Linked DNA regions of Mus musculus: all the other regions are linked to region 5. The links are chromatin contacts, called in public HiChIP or PLAC-seq and promoter capture Hi-C maps. All regions are on one chromosome and are shown on one strand. Each heading gives the region's core, a stretch centred on a gene start, on an enhancer-like site or on the middle of the called end of the contact. The rest is flanking DNA. Distances are from core to core; before and after follow the strand shown. Region 1 overlaps Rcc1l (reculator of chromosome condensation 1 like). Region 2 holds the start of Gtf2ird2 (GTF2I repeat domain containing 2). Region 3 overlaps Gtf2ird2 (GTF2I repeat domain containing 2). Region 4 holds the start of Ncf1 (neutrophil cytosolic factor 1). Region 5 overlaps Gtf2ird1 (general transcription factor II I repeat domain-containing 1).

Region 1 (3,633 bases), core at 522-3,021, 220 kb before region 5:
TTGGGTTTCAGTATGTGGGTGTGTTCTGTGAGAAGGCACAGAACAACTGGATTCCTAACCGTGGGTCTGTCTGTGTGCTGGGCACCGGGGACAGGACGGCATCTGAACAAACATGCTTCCTGTCCTCATGAACTTGACCTCTTAGAAGAGCCAGAAAGGAACAAACTAATAGATAATGATAACAACTTGGAGAAAGTGCTTTACTACTGACCCTCCGCCCTCACTGGCAAGGTTTAGGCAGCCATTCCTCAACTCCTCACTGGGGGATTCTAGGCAGGGGCTCTACCACTGAGCCACGCCCCCAGCCCCTCACTGGGGGATTCTAGGCAGGGGCTCTACCACTGAGCCACGCCCCCAGCCCCTCACTGGGGGATTCTAGGCAGGGGCTCTACCACTGAGCCACATCTTGAATCAAAAAAAAAAAAAAAAGACCTTTTTATAAATTGTTATTATTTTATTTTTAGAGAGATGCTCATTATAGATTCACAAGTAGAGCTTAGGAGTGAAAAGGAGCCATGCCATTTGAGTAGGCATAGAGGTCAGTAACATGACAGACTAAAAGTACCCAAAAAAGGGCAAATTTAGGCTCTGGTGTCAAGAAAAAGGGAAATGTATGCCTTTCTCGCAAGGACTTCTGAATGGCAAGGAAGCAGAAGCGCCCTGGGAATGTCCATGTGACATGCACATGCAACTGTGCTGTCCAGGGACTGCAGAGCAGGCTGAACCAAGACACTGAACCTGGAATGTGTGGAAGGCCGGGGTCCAGGTTCTTGGGGAACAATTTGGTATTTCATGGCTCTACAACCTGCCCAGCCTTCAAGAGCCAAAAGCCTGCCAGCGCTGTGGTCATCTCGCCCCAGCACGCTGGAGGGTCTGTAAGGTGGGCCACTTGCCACCCACTTCTGCATCACCTGTCCAGGCACAGCCCAGACCTCTCCTGGTTCTCACCAGCACTCACTAAACCCTTCTCCCCACCCACCACCCCCAAACAGGTGCCTCCTGTGAGATCACTGCAGCACAGGCCTCACCACAAACCAAAGACCCAACCACAGTGGCAGCATTAAAGGTGTGTGCTGTATGATACAAACTGGGCTACCTCTGCCGTGGCCTCCCTCTTCACTTATCCTGTGAAGACATAAGCCTATTGGATGGATGGATGGATGGATGGATGACTATAAATGGATGTAGTTTGATGACAGAAGTTGAGAGCTATTCCAGTTTAAGAAGGAACAGATTTTGGCCTGGCTGTCCAGCCAGTAACTTACTGGTGAGTGCGGCAAAGTGGCTAAGCCCACATCGGATCTGGGAAACCTGGACTTCAGGGTTAAACTCCGTCAAACCAAAGAGCGTGGGTGGAATCATTTCTGGAATTGCCGTTTCCAAGAGCTTTGGTCCTTTCCCAAGAATTCCATAGCCCCAGACGAAAACATGTCCCTCCGCTGTGTTACAACAAAACAGTGGTTGTGAGTCAAGCCAAGCAGAGCCCTCCCTTGCCATAAAATCTACAGGGGCTGGGTTCAGGGATAGCATGCCTGCCCAGCATGCACAAAGCCCTTGGTGCTGTCCACAGACTGCAGAAACCAGACAGAATGGAGCACGCCTGTAATCCCTGAACTCAGGCGGTGGACGCCTGAAGGTCACCTTGGAACACTGAGACCCACTCTGAGTCTGACTAGGGAGGAAGCCAGTCTCAGAGCAGAAGCAACCCACTTGTTGAGGGGGATGGGGGAAGGGTATGCATAAAACACACTGCGCACATAAAAACGTGGACACTGTCCCTAATGACAGTTCCAAATTTCACATTGATCAGAGAGCCATGCCAGAAACAAGCCATTCCAAACAAAATCTTTTTTTTTTTTTTTTTTTTTTTTTCCGAGACAGGGTTTCTCTGTGTAGCCTTGGCTGTCCTTGAACTCACTCTGTAGACCAGGTTGGCCTTGTACTCAAAAATCTGCCGGCCTCTGCCTCCCAAGTGCTGGGATTAAAGGCATGCACCACTACGCCCAGCTTCCAACCAGATTTTTTTTTTTTTTAAAGATTTATTTATTATATGTAAGTATACTGCATCTGTCTTCAGACACTCCAGAAGAGGTCATCAGATCTTGTTAGGGATGGTTGTGAGCCACCATGTGGTTACTAGGATTTGAGCTCAGGACCTTCAGAAGAGCAGTCGGTGCTAACTGCTGAGCCATCTCTCCAGCCCCCAACCAGATTCTTAAGACTTTTAGAAATACTTTTTAACTTTCTTTTGGGGGAGCAGAAGTTTGGGGTTTTGTTTTAGGCCTTTTTTGGTCTTGTTTTTTAAGATTCATTTTATGTGTGTGAGTCTTCTGCTCAAATGTGTATCTGTGCATCACATGGGTGCCTGATGCCCGAGGAGGTTAAGAGAGGGTATCAAACTCCCTGGACTAGAGTTATGGATGGTTGTGAACTGCCATGTGGGTGCCGGGAATCGAACCTGGGTCTCCTACAAGAACACGTGCCCTTAACCACTGGACTCCCTGAAACTCCAGGTGTTTTGTATTAAGACACAGCCTTGCTCTGCAGTCCATGCTGGTCAGGAACTGACAATCCTCTGCCTCAGCCCCTGAGTGCGCACCAGGCTTCCTTTTCTTTCCTTTCCCCTTCTTTCCTGTCTTCTTACCACCCCTCCACCATTATTGATATATTGGTTTGGTTCGGTTTGGTTTTGGGTTTGGGTTTTCTGTTGTCTTTGGCACAGTGCTCTGGACAATGCCTGGCTCTCCTAGCATCAGTGCCTTACCACTGAGCTCTCTGCAGCCCTGGCTATAACAGGTACAATTCTGCTGCTAGGGGTAGAGCCCAGTAACAGCAGATTTTTCATGCATGAGAGCCTGGGCATGTGGCTAAGGGGTAGAGCATCTGCCTAGACTCCCCATAGTGTGCATAGGGGCCTGGGTCTGATCCCCAGCTCCAGGATCCAGAGACATCTGCTATAAAAATGACGGAGCCCTGTGGTTGTCTATACACCTATCTCATGAGCTACGGACCTGCTGGGAGATCACCCCGACCTGAGTCACTGAACTACTACAGGGTCCCACAGCCACACTCCCGTCTGCAGGCTTCCCACAGAGCTGCCAAGAAGTGGCTCTTACCGTTCAGTACAGCACAGCCTGTGCCACCACAAGCCACCTGCTTCACCTTGCCTACTCCAGAGAAAGGCAGGCACCGAGGGACATTCACCTGCACCAAAGACAAGGGTGGGCACGCTTAGGACAACAGACTAGCCAGAAGCAGAAAGAGCCCTTGGCTGGGGTCGCAGCTCACTCACTAACCTCACAGAGCTCTCCCCAGCATCTCTTGCTCACCAAGCTTCCTAAGAAGGGCTTGGGACACAGAAGGGAGCCAGAGAGGCCCCTCTTTGTGAGGCAGAAGGTGACCAAACTCAGCACCTTGTTATATCAAAGTGCAGAGGGGCTTTGGGGGAGGGGAAGGTGTGTGTCACTTTTCCTAAGCTCTGAAGGGTAAGTAGAGGTAGCTAGGCAATGGAAGAAGGGCGCATCCTCCAGTGGGAAGAGCTATGACAAAGGAACAGGAAAATCACAGCCTATGGTAAGAGGTGCGCTGGCTCATACGTTTCATCCCAGCACAGGAGGCAGAGGCACAGGCTCT
Region 2 (3,191 bases), core at 545-3,044, 190 kb before region 5:
CTTTCCTTTCCCTCCTTTCTCCTCCCCCTCTCCCTCCCTCTTCCTTCCTCTGCTTCCTGTCAGGAAATGAAGCAGGCCCTCCAGCACCTGCTCCCATCCCATGGGATCCGAGTATTGTAGGCTGAAACCTGTGACCTTGAGATAGGGAGGAGGAGAAGACTAGGGAGAGGGTGCGCCATGTTGTCCTCCTGAGGCTGGTCATCTCGAGAGTGGAGATTTCAAAACAGACTCTGGCTACACAGATCTCCAGTTCAGAGGACTGGTCTAGACTGAAGACCTGTAAATCCTGTAAATGTTTTGGGGGCCTTTTTTTTTTTGTTTTGTTGTTATTGTTATGCTTTTTGAGACAGGGTTTCTCTGCATATCTTTGGCTATCGAGGAACTTATTCTGTAGACCATGCTGGCCTTGAACTCTGAGATCCCCCTGCCTTTGCCTCCAGAGTGCTGGGATTAATGGCCTGTACTACCACCCAACACGGAAATGTTATTTAATAATCCTAAAACTAAGTAAGTCAAGGACTGAGGGCAGACAGCAGAGCTTGGAGACAGAAAGTAGGAAACGTCATGGCAATCTGAGAGTGGGAAGAAAGGAGATTGAGTGGGAGCCAGAACAGCCACCAAGCACTGTGCCCTAAAAGGCCACATTGCAAGGGTGAGTGACCTGATTTTGACAAGTAGCCAGAGCAAGAGATTTTCAGGCTGGACGAACACCATAGGATCTAGCAATCAGTGACCCACTTGTGACCTGGGAGGAAAGGATTTATTGGAGCCAGCTCAAGAACACGAGCAAATACAAACTATGTCGGAAGCTACACAGCCTTTCCTGATATGAACAAAGTGTTCTCATTTTATTTTGGGACAGGATCTTATATGTAGTCATGGCTGGCCTCAAACTCAGAGAGATTTGCCTATTTCTTCCTTGTGAATGCTAGTATTAATGGCATGTACACCAAGCAACAAATCTTTAAAAGTATTTTTTAAATATTTTATTTTTTTTAAGCGGGTGTGGGTGCATACAGAGGCCAAAGGATTCCAATCCTTTGGAAATGCGAGTTACAGGCACGTGTGCTGTGCTTGACACAGACACTGGTCTTCTGAAAGCACACTTATCAGCTCTTAACAGCTGAGCCACTGCTCCAACCCCCTTTCCAGTATATTTTAAAGCAAACAAACAAATAAAACTGGAACCCTTGTAAAGTGGGGCTGGAGGGATGGCTCCGTGGTTAAGAACACTTGATCAGTTCCCGCATCCATACCGTCTGAAACTCCTGGTCCAGGGGATACTGTGACCTCTTCTGGCCTCCCCGTGGTGCATATAAACAGGGTGGCAAAATACTTACAACAGATGGTGCTTTACGAATAGCTCCCGAGACATGCAGCCACGCAAACACAAGAACATAGAACTGACACAGGCACAAAAATTAGTTTTAAAGGAAATGCAATGTCCTAAAAGGTAGGTGGTGTGATGGCGCACGCCTTTAATCCCAGCACTCGGGAAGCAGAGGCAGTGGACTCTGAGTCCGAGGCCAGCCTGGTCTACAACGCAGGCTAGCCAGGGCTACAAGAAAAACTCTGTCGCGGGGGGTGGGGGGAGTGGGTGCCTGAGTAACACGTGGGGTGACCTCTCCGCTTCCACGTGCACGCACAACCACATTTTAAAATATCTCTATCTATCCAGAACGGCCATGCACATCCAGGGAAGGCGCGAAGCCACGTGCACGCCACGCAGCCCGGCCGGCGGCCTCGCGGAAGCCGTCCTGCAGCGCACCGGAAGTGGCCGTCCCCACCGGGGGTGCTTCGGCCACGCGCGGGAAGCCGACCTTCCTTCCAGGAAGCAAACAAAGACAAAAAATAAAATAAAAAAGAGGGAGAAAAAATAATAAAAACGAAAAACAGGAAGGGAGCGGAGAGGAGGCGCCCGCGGCCCCCGAGCTGCGGTCGCCGGCGCAGAGCCGCTGCGCACGCGCAAGCCAGGCTCCAGACCCCCGGCGCGGCCCGCAAAGCAGGGCCCTCAGGTGCGTATCCCGCCGCCGCTTCCCTCACAACTTCCGCTTCCGGGAGTCCCCGCCGGGGCAGAGCGATCTCTCGGGGTGCGTGGCGGGACCTTCGGGCGCCCGGTGGTCAGCGCCGACCCCCATTTTCCCTACCGCGATCGGGCCGTGAAGAGTGGGGGGCGGGGCGGGGAAGACGTGGGGTTAGGCGACTTTCGCACGCCAGGCGCGCACCAAAATCTCGCTTTCGATTGGTTGTGACGGGGCGAGGAGGCGGGGAAAGCTGCGCCCGGTGCGTGCCGAGGTCACGCGCCACCTGACGTACCTGCGCTGTGTTTAGAAACCCTTGATTGGTTAGGGGAAGGGGCGGGGCCATCGCGGTTGCCTAGCAACGGCGCTCTGGCTCCACCTTCGGCGGCTGGCTTTGCTTGTTGGCTCCAGGATTATGGGGGCGTTTGGTGTTTGTGGCAGCCAGTGGTTTAGGTCGATGAAGAGAACGGAAGAAAGGGCCCAGCCTCCAAAATGTGGCTTGTGTCTGGTCTGGTTGAGAGTACAAGGTGGCCTATGGCCATAACAACTAGTACAACAATCAAAAAAAAAATTTTTTTTTCCAGACAGGGTTTCTCTGTGTAGCCCTGGCTGTCCTGGAACTCACTCTGTAGACCAGGCTGGCCTCAAACTCAGAAATCCGCCTGCCTCTGCCTCCCAAGTGTTGGGATTGAAGGTGTGCGCCACCATCGCCTGGCTCAAAAAAATTTTAATTTATTTTAAAACGTTTAAAATGTTTAGTAACTTTAAAATTTAAAGTAAATTTTTACAAATTAAAATTCACTATAGTAATGTATTTAACCTATTGCACCCAAAACATTATTCTAGAATGTACTTATTTCAGCACAGAGAACCAGAATGAGCCGGCAACGGTGGCCTTCAAATGGATCTGAGAGTTCAAGGACTGCCTATATATAGCAAGTTCCAGGCCTGCTGGGGCTACACAGTGGGACCTTGTCACTAAATAAATTATAGCCGCTTTATTGAGATACAGGAAAACTCATCCTTTAAAATACAATGCAAGTCAGAAAAAGAATTCCTTCCAAAGTAAAATAAAAACAAAATAACAGAACTCAAGCCTAGTGTGGTAACTCAAATGTGTCTGTCAGCCCAGCACTGGGGATACTGAGGCAGGAGGATTTCAGAGAGTTA
Region 3 (3,272 bases), core at 701-3,200, 160 kb before region 5:
GCACCATCACCACGTGAAACACCACTGCCCAAGTAGAGGACCCAGTGTCCACGACTGGGAACAGATCTAGATTGCTTGGTCATATGTAGAAGTTTCTATCTCCTCTAATCCCTTAGAGGAGAAGCCCATGTGAAATTATGATGTTTACTTCTGTGGAGACAAGGTCTGACTGGCCACAGACTTCCTTGTGTAGACGACAGGACGACCTCCGTCTTCTAATCTCTATGCACCGCTAAGGTTGGGATACAGTGTTTGTACATGCTAAGCAGGTGCTCTACAAACCAAGCCACGCCCCCCAGGCTGACATCATAAGTTAGTGCCTGATGATTATCTCTTACAAAAGTAAACTCACTGTGTGTTTAGTATGTACAAACGGGGCTGGAGAGATGGCTCAGCGGTTATGATCACTAGCTGATGATCTTCCAGAGGTCCTGAGTTCAGTTCCCAGCACCCACATAGCAGCTTACAATTGTAACTCCAGTTCTAGGAGATCTAACATCGTTTCGTGATCTCTGCGGATGTGAGCAAACACTCTTATACATAGAATAAAATAAACCTTCTGAAAAATTCTAAAACCAAGGCCATCCTGGGCTACCAAGTGAGCCCTTGCCTCCAAACAAAACAAAACTCCAGCATGAGGATAAATGTGGGTAGGGGTGGAGCTGGGGGCAGTAAACTGTGGGAGCCTGAGATTGCTCAATCATGAATGTCATTTTAGATGTTTTCTTTTTAAGAGTCTACTCGGATGGTCGCTTTAGAGACCAATGAGGACCCCGAGACTGAGGTAAAAATGGAAGGTGAGTCACCAAAACGCTTGTTATTGTCACATGGTCAGGGTGACTTTCCACGCAGCCCTCACTACTTCTGAAATGATTATTGTACGGTGGTGATTGGAACCGGTGTGTGTATGTTCACATTCATGCATGTGTTGGATGAGAATGAGCCATAGGCTCCCATGTGTGAATGCTTGGTCCCCAGTTGATGGAACTGTTTGGGAAGGATTAGGAGGTGTGGCCTTGGTGATGGAGCTGTGTCCCTAGAGGTGAGCCTGGAGGTTTCAAAAGGCCCCACCATTTCCAGTTAGCCCTCTCTGCCTTGTGCTCATGGATCACGATGTGAGCTCTTAGTTACTGCTTTAGCACTGTGCCCGCTTGCCTTCTGCCACAAGGGTCATGGACTCTAACCCTCTGGAACCATAAGCCTAGTAAACTCCGCCTTCTATAAGGTGCCTTGGCAATGGTTTCTTATCATAGCAACACAAAAGTAACTAAGACAGATGACCATGTCTCGATGCATGGAGGAGTCAGAGGACATCTTTGTGGAGTCACTTCTCTCCTTCCTTCCACCTTGAGATGGGTCCTGGGGACCGAACTCAGGCCACCAGCTTTGCAGAAAACGTACCTTTTCCCACTGAGCCACCTCACTGGCCCTCAAATAGAAATAGAATTAGCCCTCTCTTTAGCCACAGTTAGAATTAATTTGAGGGTTTGGTTGGTGGGGGACACAGTATGGTGTCCACATCCTCTATTTATGAAAAGCCAGCAAGGCCACTTGGAGCCCTGGGTCCTGATAGTTTCACCTTTGCAACGAGAGTAAAAGGTTTAATGATGGCAGCTGTCTCCTTATTGGGTGGGCCGCAACAATCAATTGTTTTTGAAGATGTCACCATGTACTTTATTAAGCAGAAATGGGCTAGCCTAACACTCACTCAGAAGGCCTTGTACGATACGGCGGAGGACCTTGCACAAGTGTCTTGTCTGGGGCTTTCTCCAAACCAATTCTCATTGCCAAGCTAGAGCACAAGCTAGAGCAACCCTCATTGCAAGCTAGAGGCGGAGTTCTCCCAGTCAAAGGAAGCCTTTGGCAGTGGGGGTTAGAAAGCAGGCTTCACGGGGCACCTCTAAGAACTGAGCAAATACACCCAATGAGCCAAAAGCACAGCGCGTGCAGTGAAAGTAAACATCCCTCCAAATCAGCCGAGCAGACAGGAAGAGAGATTAACTCCTGACCTGTCTATCCCAGCTTGCCGAGGAAGGCGAGTCAAGAGCCAAGTTGAGTGATGTCCAGTGCACTGTCTCTTTTTCTGTAGTCACGTGGACTTCCTCAGAAGCAGTGCTTTTCAGTTCACTACAGCTCTTCAGCTGGATGTAAGGAATCTCAGGCCTCCCTCTCCCTGATGATCATCCTGTTCAGCCGCAGAGTACAGGGTCAGAGGATGCCATCCATCTGGCACATTAACAGCTGTCACAATGTTGCAACAAAGTACTGAATTAATGAGACTGCAGGGCGGTGGTGGCGCACACCTGTAACCCCAGCACTTAGGAGTCAGAGGCAGGAAGATGTCTGAGCTCAAGGCCAGCCTGGCCTATAGGACAGCCAGGACTTCACAGAGAAACCATATCTTGAAAAAAACAAAAACACAAACACAAACCAAAGAGACTGAAGAAATGGCTTAGCCATTGAGAACAATGTTGTTGATCTTCTGGAGGACCCAAATTTAGTTCCCAGCCAGCTCCCATCTCGTGTGGCTCCCAACTGCCTCTAACTCCAGCTTCTTCTGGCCTCTGTGTGCTTACATGCTTGCATCCCAACATAGACACACACTCATACACATAAATGAAAAGACATTTTTTTCTAAGAACATCAGCAACTTAAAAGAGGAGGGGAGACAGTCTTTCCCAGCGTAGCAGACACTGCACGGTAGCCAGAGCTGGAGGCAGCTGATCACATTGTATCCACAGTCAGGAAGCAGACAGATTGATGCTGGTGCTCAACTTTCTTTCTTCTTTTTGTTCAGTCTGGGCCCCCAGAGCATGGGGTGGAGCCCCAACATCAGGTTGAGACTTCTCTCCTCAGTGTACACTCTGGAAGCACCCTCACAGACATGTCCAGCCAGATTGACCTTGAAGGTCAACCATCTTTCAACACCGCACACAGGGGTGGGGATAGGGAGGCAGTATCCAGGCTGCACTTCTCCTTATGTAACACTTGGGTATATTTTAGAGACTTGCAGATTTTCTGGTCACTCTGACTCTTTCTGTTTGCTCTCAAGGAAATGCAAGTCCATCCAACCTTGTAAACTCTGCAGCAGGTGTTGAAGACCTTAGGATCATACAGGTGACAGTCGCAGGTGGGGACATCCACTTAATGTCTTCATCATTTGAATCACAGTTTTCTTTTTTGTAAAGTTTGTTTTCCTTTATTTAGGTGTGTATGTGTGTCCAAGCGTCTGCCATGTGAGTGCTGTGAGTGTGGTACCCAGAAGAGGGCAC
Region 4 (3,205 bases), core at 367-2,866, 150 kb before region 5:
GAGCTTGAGGTCCACAAAGGCAGAGGCAAAGCTGCAGTTCGAATCTGCCCCTCCCCCAACACTCACATGGAACTCGTAGATCTCGGTGAATTTTCTGTAGACCACCTTCTCCGACAGGTCCTGCCACTTAACCAGGAACATGTACACCTGAGGGGCATTAGAGCCGAGAGGGGCACTCAGCACCCACGAGGACCATGCTGTGCCCCTGGGCTGCCTTTTTAGCCTTGGATGGAAGGCTGAGGGGTTGTGGTGAGGCAATCTTTGGGGGTTTTGCTACATTGTGAGACTCTGTCTAAAAATACCCCTGTGATTGTCTCCAGGGGAGGGATGGAGGACATGAAGGAAACACCCAGGGTGACCGCTGTCCCCTCTTCTGGTGTGGCTTTTGGTTGTGGAATGATTCAGAACATTTATATTTAGAGAGGGAGGGAGGAGGGAGGGGAGACTTAGCTCTTAACTGCTGAGGGTCCCAGGTAAACAGCTTACAAGTGCTGGGCGGCACCATCTCTGGCCTGCCTTGGGCCGAGCAGACCCAGTGATAGAGTCTAGATATATGGGCAGATATTCCTCGACCTCATCTCCCCAGGGCAAACGGGAGACATCGTCCCCTACTAGGGATCCAAACTCAGTAACCAATATCATAGAAGAGGAGAGAAAAAAAAGCCACAGTTTCCAGGCCTCGCAGGCTGCCATGCAGGGCCACTCCTGGAGCTGACTAGACAGGGAGGTTTCCTGGTAGGAATGAGCCTTGGTCCTAGGCACTGGACAGAGGGTAAGGTTGAGCTCTGGCATGCTTGGGGGCTCAGTGTGAAGACAGAGAGGGAGGCAGCTGGGACGGTGCACAGGGGTATCTGCTCACCATGGCAGGGTCCTTTGTGAACACCCAAGAGAAGCCTGAAGCCCAAGGATAAGAAAGCCCTGTGCCTGAGAGGTCCCCACGGAGGTATATCTTCCCCTGGTCCCCCTCCCCCTCACATCCTTCCCTTGGTCCCCCTCCCCCTCATAGCCTCCCCTGGACCCCTCCTCCCATATCCTTCCCCTGTTCTCCCTCCCCCCATATCCTTCCCTGGTCCCCCTCCCTCTCACATCCTTCCCTTGGTCCCCCTCCCCCTCATAGCCTCCCCTGGACCCCTCCTCCCCATATCCTTCCCCTGTTCTCCCTCCCCCCATATCCTCCCCTGGTCCCCCCTCCCTCTCACATCCTTCCCCTGGTCTCCCTCTCTCCATATCCTTCCCCTGTTCTCCCTCCCCCCATATCCTCCCCTGATCCCCCTCCCTCTCACATCCTTCCCTTGGTCCCCCTCCCCCTCATATCCTCCCCTGGACCCCTCCCCCCATATCCTCCCCTGGTCCCCCTTCCCCTCACATCCTTCCCTGGTCTCCCTTCCTCTCATCTCCTTCCCTGGTCCAGGTGGTTTTTGGGTAGCAGCAGAGTGATAGCACTGTCCCCACTATGCGCTCCTGCAGGGCACTCTTAGGCTACTCACATAGTGCTGGCTGGGGATGAAGCGCTTCTCGAAGCCCAGCAGGGCAATATGGCGAATGAAGGTGTCCCCCATGGCTGGGCCGTGACAGGGACACTTCTCTCTATAGCCTGGGCTGGGCCTTAAATACACTAAAAAGAAGAAGTGGTTTCTGCTGCTTGTGGGGTAAGGGCGGGGAAGGCCCAGGAGGCTCTTAGACTTAGTCTTTCACTTTCTGAGAATTTTTGAGCTTCAACAGAGTGGTGGGGCAGCCAGGGGCCCTGAAGCACAGAAACCTGTTCTACCGACACCATGGCCCAACCCAGGCACTGGGGCCTCTCTACAGTTCTGAACCACCCCCAACAAACATGGGGCTGGAGAGCTGGTGCAGTGCTTAAGAGCACTGACTGCTCTTCCAGAGGTTCTCAGTTCAATTCCCAGCAATCACATGGTGGCTCACAACCATCTGTAATGGGATCTGATGCCCTCTTCTGGTGTTGTCTGAAGACAGCTACAGCATGCTCAGATTAATAAAATAAATAAATAAATCTTAAAAAAAAAAAAGCTGGGTGTGGTGGCAGGCAGAGGCCGGCAGATTTCTGAGTTCGAGGCCAGCCTGGTCTACAAAGTGAGTTCCAGGACAGCCAGGGCTATACAGAGAAACCCTATCTCAGGAAAAAAAAAAAAGCCTGTGACCCCAGCCCTTGGGAGGTAGAGGCAGGAGAATCAAGGGTTCAAGGCCAGCTTCAGCTATATAATGAGTTTGAAGATAGCCTGGCCTACGTGAGATTGACTTTAGAAGTCCTGTCTTTACAGGACCAGGACTGGACATGGCTCCGCAGATAAAGTCCTTGGCATACAAGCCTGAGGACCTGAGTTCTATCTCTAGAACCTACATTAAAGAAAAGTTTAGGGCCAGCGAGATGGCTCAGTGGGTAAGAGCACTGTCTGCTCTTCTTCTGAAGGTCCTGAGTTCAAATCCCAGCAACCACATGGTGGCTCACAACCATCTGCAATGTATAATAATAAATAAATCTTTGGGCGGAGAAAGCAGGGACTGATGGAGAGAGAAGAGTTATCTGAAGTGAGAGGGTCCGACCTGAGCAAGGGGAGGTCCTAAATTCAATTCCCAACAACCACATGAAGGCTCACAACCATCTGTACAGCTACAGTGTACTCATATACATAAAATAAATACATAAATCTTTTTAAAAAGCCAGGTGTGGTGGCACACACCTTTAATCCCAGCACTTGGGAGGCAGAGGCAGGTGGATTTCTAAGTTCGAGGCCAGCCTGGTCTACAAAGTGAGTTCCAGGACAGTCAGAGCTATACAGAGAAACCCTGTCTCGAAAAACCATTTAAAAAAAAAACTTTTTTAAAAAAATAAAGAAAAGCTCAGAATCCTCTGTGTGTGTGTGTTTGTGTGTGTGTGTAGATGCAGTTATAGGCAGTTGTGAAATAGCAGACATTGATGTTTGGTACTGAAGTTAGATCCCTCTGCAAGAGAGAGAAGCAGTCGCAGCCACGGAGCCCTCCCTTAGCCTGGAAAGTATGTACTTTTTTATTTTTCGTTTTTCCCAGATAGAGTTTCTCTGTGTAGCCCTGTGTCCTGGAACTCACTCTGTAGACCAGGCTGGCCCAAACTCAGAAATGCACCTGCCTCTGCCTCCTGAGTGCTGTAGTTAAAGGCATGTGCCACCACTGCCTAACTTCTGGTGTCTACACTAAATAAGTAGAGTCA
Region 5 (3,196 bases), core at 276-2,775:
AAACATAAGATCTGAGCCCCACATCCTCTGTAAAAGCAGGGCCTGAAGCCAGCCAAGTAGCTCAGATGGTAAAAACACCTTCCTGCCTCTAAGGTTGAAGACCTGGGTGTATACATACACACACACACACACATACACACACTATGTAGTAATTCTTTTTTTTTTTTTAAAGCAAGGCTTAGGGCTGGAGAGATGGCTCAGTGGTTTAGAATGCTCACTGTTCTTTGAGAGGACCTGAGTTCAGTTCTCAGGGCCTGTGCCAGGCAGCTCAAAACTGAAACTCCAGCAGCAGGGGATCTGGTGACATCTTCTGGTCTCTAAAGGAATTGCACTCACAAACAATTCTTTTCCCTACCTCTCCCCCACCCCCTCGATTAAAAGTTATGAACGATAGTGTGAAATTGTAATCCCATCACCAGAGAGGCAGATACAGAAGGATGCCTGGGACTAGTTGGTCAGCCTAGCTTCAGGCCAGTGAGAGATACTATCTTTAAAAAAATAAAATAAAATAAAAATAATAATACATTTAATAGGGCAGCTCCACAGGACCAACATCTAGGGTTGCTCTCTGGCCTCTGTACATAAACACACACACACACACACACATACACACACACAGAGGCACACTCCCCCCACTCACGCACACACTCACTCAAAATTCTAAAACCAGATGCTAGTGGCTCATGACTTTAATCCTAGTACTCTGGAGCCAGAGACAAGCAGATCTCTATAAGTTCAAGACCAGCCTGGTAAACAGAACAAGTTCCAAGAAAGCCAGGGTTACACAGAAAAACCCTGTCTAGAAAAAACATAACGAACATAAGTAAAAAATCCTAATATCAAACCCTATCCATCAAGTAAATAAACCAGTTTAAACTGGGAATTTGTAAAAAAGGGAGGTTACAGATAGGACCATAGGACCCATGTCATTGCACCTAGTGGTCAGGAGGGGGCGACAGAGAGACACTCAGCAGAATCAGATTTAGCACATTAAGGTACAACTTAGCTCCTGCAAGTAGGGAAGTCTTTTCCTTTCAAATCTCAGCCAGGCTAGGCAAATGCTCTGTGACTTCGAGAAATTTCCTTCAACTCTCTTGAGTCTATGTTTCCTCCTGGGAGAAGGTAACCGATCCCAGAGTGGTGGCCCACTACTGTAACTTCAACGCTCTGGAAGCTGAGGCAGAAAGGCCACAAATTTGAGGCCAGTCTGGGATACATATCAGGACGCTGTCCCCAAAACGAGTGCGTTTGGAGGCCAGGGAGAGCCATGGGGGCTGTAGGGGGATTGGCTGACTTATATACTGGGTTCCTACCGAGGCTGGAGGTCTAGCCATACTTCCTGGACCCCAGAGGGACAGGAGCAGAAGCACCCAGCAGTGACATCAGCTTAGATAATCACTTGTGTCAGGGGTGGCAACTGGCTAGGGTCTGACTTTAGGCTATCATCAGCCAGGGTCCAAGAGGCCCATGTTTACAAACTAACTCAAGAGCTGGGGTGGAGGGCAGACAGGCTGAGCTAGGGTCAGTCCCAAAGAAGGGACTTTCTGGATCTCTCATTGGTGGAAAGGCAGCCCTCTGTGTTCACAAGTACTGCCTTGTCCCCAGCTTCCTTCCTGAGGAAGTACTCATTTCCCTCATGGTCTGACTGCCAGCTCTGGTCCAGCCTCTGGTCCCACCCAGGGCTCTCTCCACAGTGGGCACCAGGATCCTAGAGTCCACCCAGTTAGCTGCTGCAGCAGGTAAAAATGAGGCCAGGGGCTTCTTTTGTTTGTTTTGTTTACTTTTTTTTTTCAAGATGGGGTCTTGGGGGCTAAGGATATACTTGATTTGATAGGTTCTTGTCTAGAGTGCATAAAGCCCTGGTTCCAGCCCCAGTACCTCATAAACCAGGCTTGGTGAAATACACGAAATCTTAGCAAGCTTGATTTAGCCATGCCCCCAGCCCCTCACTGGGGGATTCTAGGCAGGGGCTCTACCACTGAGCCACACCCCCAGCCCCTCCCTGGGGGATTCTAGGCAGGGGCTCTACCACTGAGCCACGCCCCCAGCCCCTCACTGGGGGATTCTAGGCAGGGGCTCTACCACTGAGCCACGCCCCCAGCCCCTCACTGGGGGATTCTAGGCAGGGGCTCTACCACTGAGCCACTCACCAGCCTTTCACTGGGGATTCCAGAGGAGCTCTCTAGCTTTTGTTTTTTGAAACAATGTTTCTCTGTGTAGCGCCAGGCTGTCCTAGAATTCATTTTGTAGACAAGCAAACCTCAAATTCTGCCTCCCAGGTGGGCCACTATGCTCAGCTTTTTTTCTTTTGTTCATTTGAGATGGTCTCTCACTGACCTGGAGCTAACTTGCTGAATAGACCAGGCAGGCTGCTCAGTGAGCCCTAGCAATTTGCAAAGCTCCACCTCCTCCAAACAGGATTACAAACTGCACCACAAAGCACAGCTGTGTTTTCTCCCCCCCCCCCATCCCATCCACCCCTACACAGATTTTTTTAAATGTGGGTTCCTGGGATTAAACTCAGGTTCTCTTGTTTGCACAGCAAATACTTTATAGACTATGTTATCTTCCTAGCTCCCCAATGCCTCACATATTACCACCAAGCTCCCTGTACCCTATGACAACATTCAAATACATTTGCCATCAATTTTCCCCATTTCCTGAGTTAGCCAGGTCTCCCGGAGGTCATGGGACTGACTGGGTGAAGCCCGTGGTTCCAATGTTATCTCAACGGGGTCTCTGGGTCTTAAGACCAGGGATTCTGCAGCCTTTCTCCATCAACCGGAGGCAGACGCAAAGGGAGTTGCAGGAACAGCAGGGTAGTACCCTGGTCCTGCGCCTGAGCCAGGCAGGTGTCTCCCATGAAGGTTTTGAATTTCCAGAACTGTGCACAAACCCCCACCCCTAATACCAAGTACCTCCCAAACCCCCAGAAGTACCACTTACCAGGCTTTGGGATAAGTCCTTGGAATGGCCTGGAAGGGAAACAGAAGTGAGCTTCAGGGGAAAGGGATGGGGACGAGGTTACCACCAGGTAGATGATGATACTAGCTTGCCAAGGGATTGGTAACAAAAGCCCAGGGTCCTTTTCAGACACTAGCATTCAATGTTTGACTCTTTGAGAGGTCTCATGGAGCCCAGCCTAGCCTTGAATCCTGATGTTCTAGCCAAGGCTGACTCTGAAAGTCTGCTCCTC

The links. HiChIP or PLAC-seq counts read pairs in DNA pulled down with a chosen protein or histone mark. Capture Hi-C pulls out chosen DNA fragments and counts their contacts.
Region 1: a contact with region 5 is called in a promoter capture Hi-C map of liver. The contact joins two enhancer-like sites. A contact is called at or near these places in 2 of 115 datasets of contacts at active chromatin or transcription factors (both in embryonic stem cells) and 3 of 9 other capture datasets (adipose tissue, liver and pancreatic islet).
Region 2: a contact with region 5 is called in an H3K27ac HiChIP or PLAC-seq map of double positive thymocytes, with 5 times the contacts expected there. The contact joins the promoter of Gtf2ird2 here to the enhancer-like site in region 5. A contact is called at or near these places in 19 of 39 promoter capture datasets (the C10 cell line, the HPC-7 cell line, HPC-7-derived erythroid cells and 12 more), 7 of 15 datasets of contacts at CTCF or cohesin (the G1E-ER4 cell line, embryonic stem cells, large pre-B cells and 2 more), 58 of 484 Hi-C or Micro-C datasets (the AtT-20 cell line, the Ba/F3 cell line, CD4 T cells and 30 more), 49 of 115 datasets of contacts at active chromatin or transcription factors (the 230-238 cell line, CD4 single positive thymocytes, DN3 thymocytes and 31 more) and 5 of 9 other capture datasets (adipose tissue, embryonic stem cells, liver and 2 more).
Region 3: a contact with region 5 is called in a promoter capture Hi-C map of liver. The contact joins two enhancer-like sites. A contact is called at or near these places in 5 of 39 promoter capture datasets (the 3T3-L1 cell line, hippocampal neurons, liver and 2 more), 4 of 484 Hi-C or Micro-C datasets (Sertoli cells, bone marrow-derived macrophages, cranial neural crest and 1 more), 4 of 115 datasets of contacts at active chromatin or transcription factors (bone marrow-derived macrophages, double positive thymocytes, embryonic stem cells and 1 more) and 3 of 9 other capture datasets (adipose tissue, liver and pancreatic islet).
Region 4: an H3K4me3 HiChIP or PLAC-seq map of bone marrow-derived macrophages shows a contact between it and region 5, with 3 times the contacts expected there. The contact joins the promoter of Ncf1 here to the enhancer-like site in region 5. A contact is called at or near these places in 9 of 39 promoter capture datasets (the 3T3-L1 cell line, the C10 cell line, cranial neural crest and 6 more), 3 of 484 Hi-C or Micro-C datasets (Sertoli cells, double positive thymocytes and embryonic stem cells), 4 of 115 datasets of contacts at active chromatin or transcription factors (bone marrow-derived macrophages, double positive thymocytes and embryonic stem cells) and 3 of 9 other capture datasets (adipose tissue, liver and pancreatic islet).

The regions. Positions count from the first base shown.
Region 1 is chr5:134,154,475-134,158,107 of GRCm38.p6, forward strand. It overlaps Rcc1l (reculator of chromosome condensation 1 like), which reads right to left. Exons shown (of 11, transcript NM_033572.2): 8 at 3,117-3,204; 9 at 1,266-1,439. Among named protein-coding and RNA genes, the nearest start is that of Rcc1l, 20 kb to the right of the region's middle. Within about 2 kb of position 1,772, at least 7 of the 459 cell types and tissues checked have an H3K27ac peak or open chromatin away from gene starts, as enhancers often do. A contact at or near this core is called in liver, where this site is marked.
Region 2 is chr5:134,182,244-134,185,434 of GRCm38.p6, forward strand. Gtf2ird2 (GTF2I repeat domain containing 2) reads left to right here and starts at 1,795. Exons shown (of 16, transcript NM_053266.1): 1 at 1,795-2,015.
Region 3 is chr5:134,208,146-134,211,417 of GRCm38.p6, forward strand. It overlaps Gtf2ird2 (GTF2I repeat domain containing 2), which reads left to right. Exons shown (of 16, transcript NM_053266.1): 11 at 735-797; 12 at 3,053-3,130. Among named protein-coding and RNA genes, the nearest start is that of Ncf1, 20 kb to the right of the region's middle. Within about 2 kb of position 1,951, at least 17 of the 459 cell types and tissues checked have an H3K27ac peak or open chromatin away from gene starts, as enhancers often do. A contact at or near this core is called in liver and microglia, where this site is marked.
Region 4 is chr5:134,228,009-134,231,213 of GRCm38.p6, forward strand. Ncf1 (neutrophil cytosolic factor 1) reads right to left here and starts at 1,617. Exons shown (of 11, transcript NM_010876.4): 1 at 1,488-1,617; 2 at 67-147. The coding sequence starts at 1,559.
Region 5 is chr5:134,373,161-134,376,356 of GRCm38.p6, forward strand. Gtf2ird1 (general transcription factor II I repeat domain-containing 1) reads right to left here. Exons shown (of 30, transcript NM_001081464.2): 22 at 2,947-2,975. Among named protein-coding and RNA genes, the nearest start is that of Gm46925, 26 kb to the left of the region's middle. Within about 2 kb of position 1,526, at least 60 of the 459 cell types and tissues checked have an H3K27ac peak or open chromatin away from gene starts, as enhancers often do. A contact at or near this core is called in CD8 T cells, the HPC-7 cell line, adipose tissue and 7 more, where this site is marked.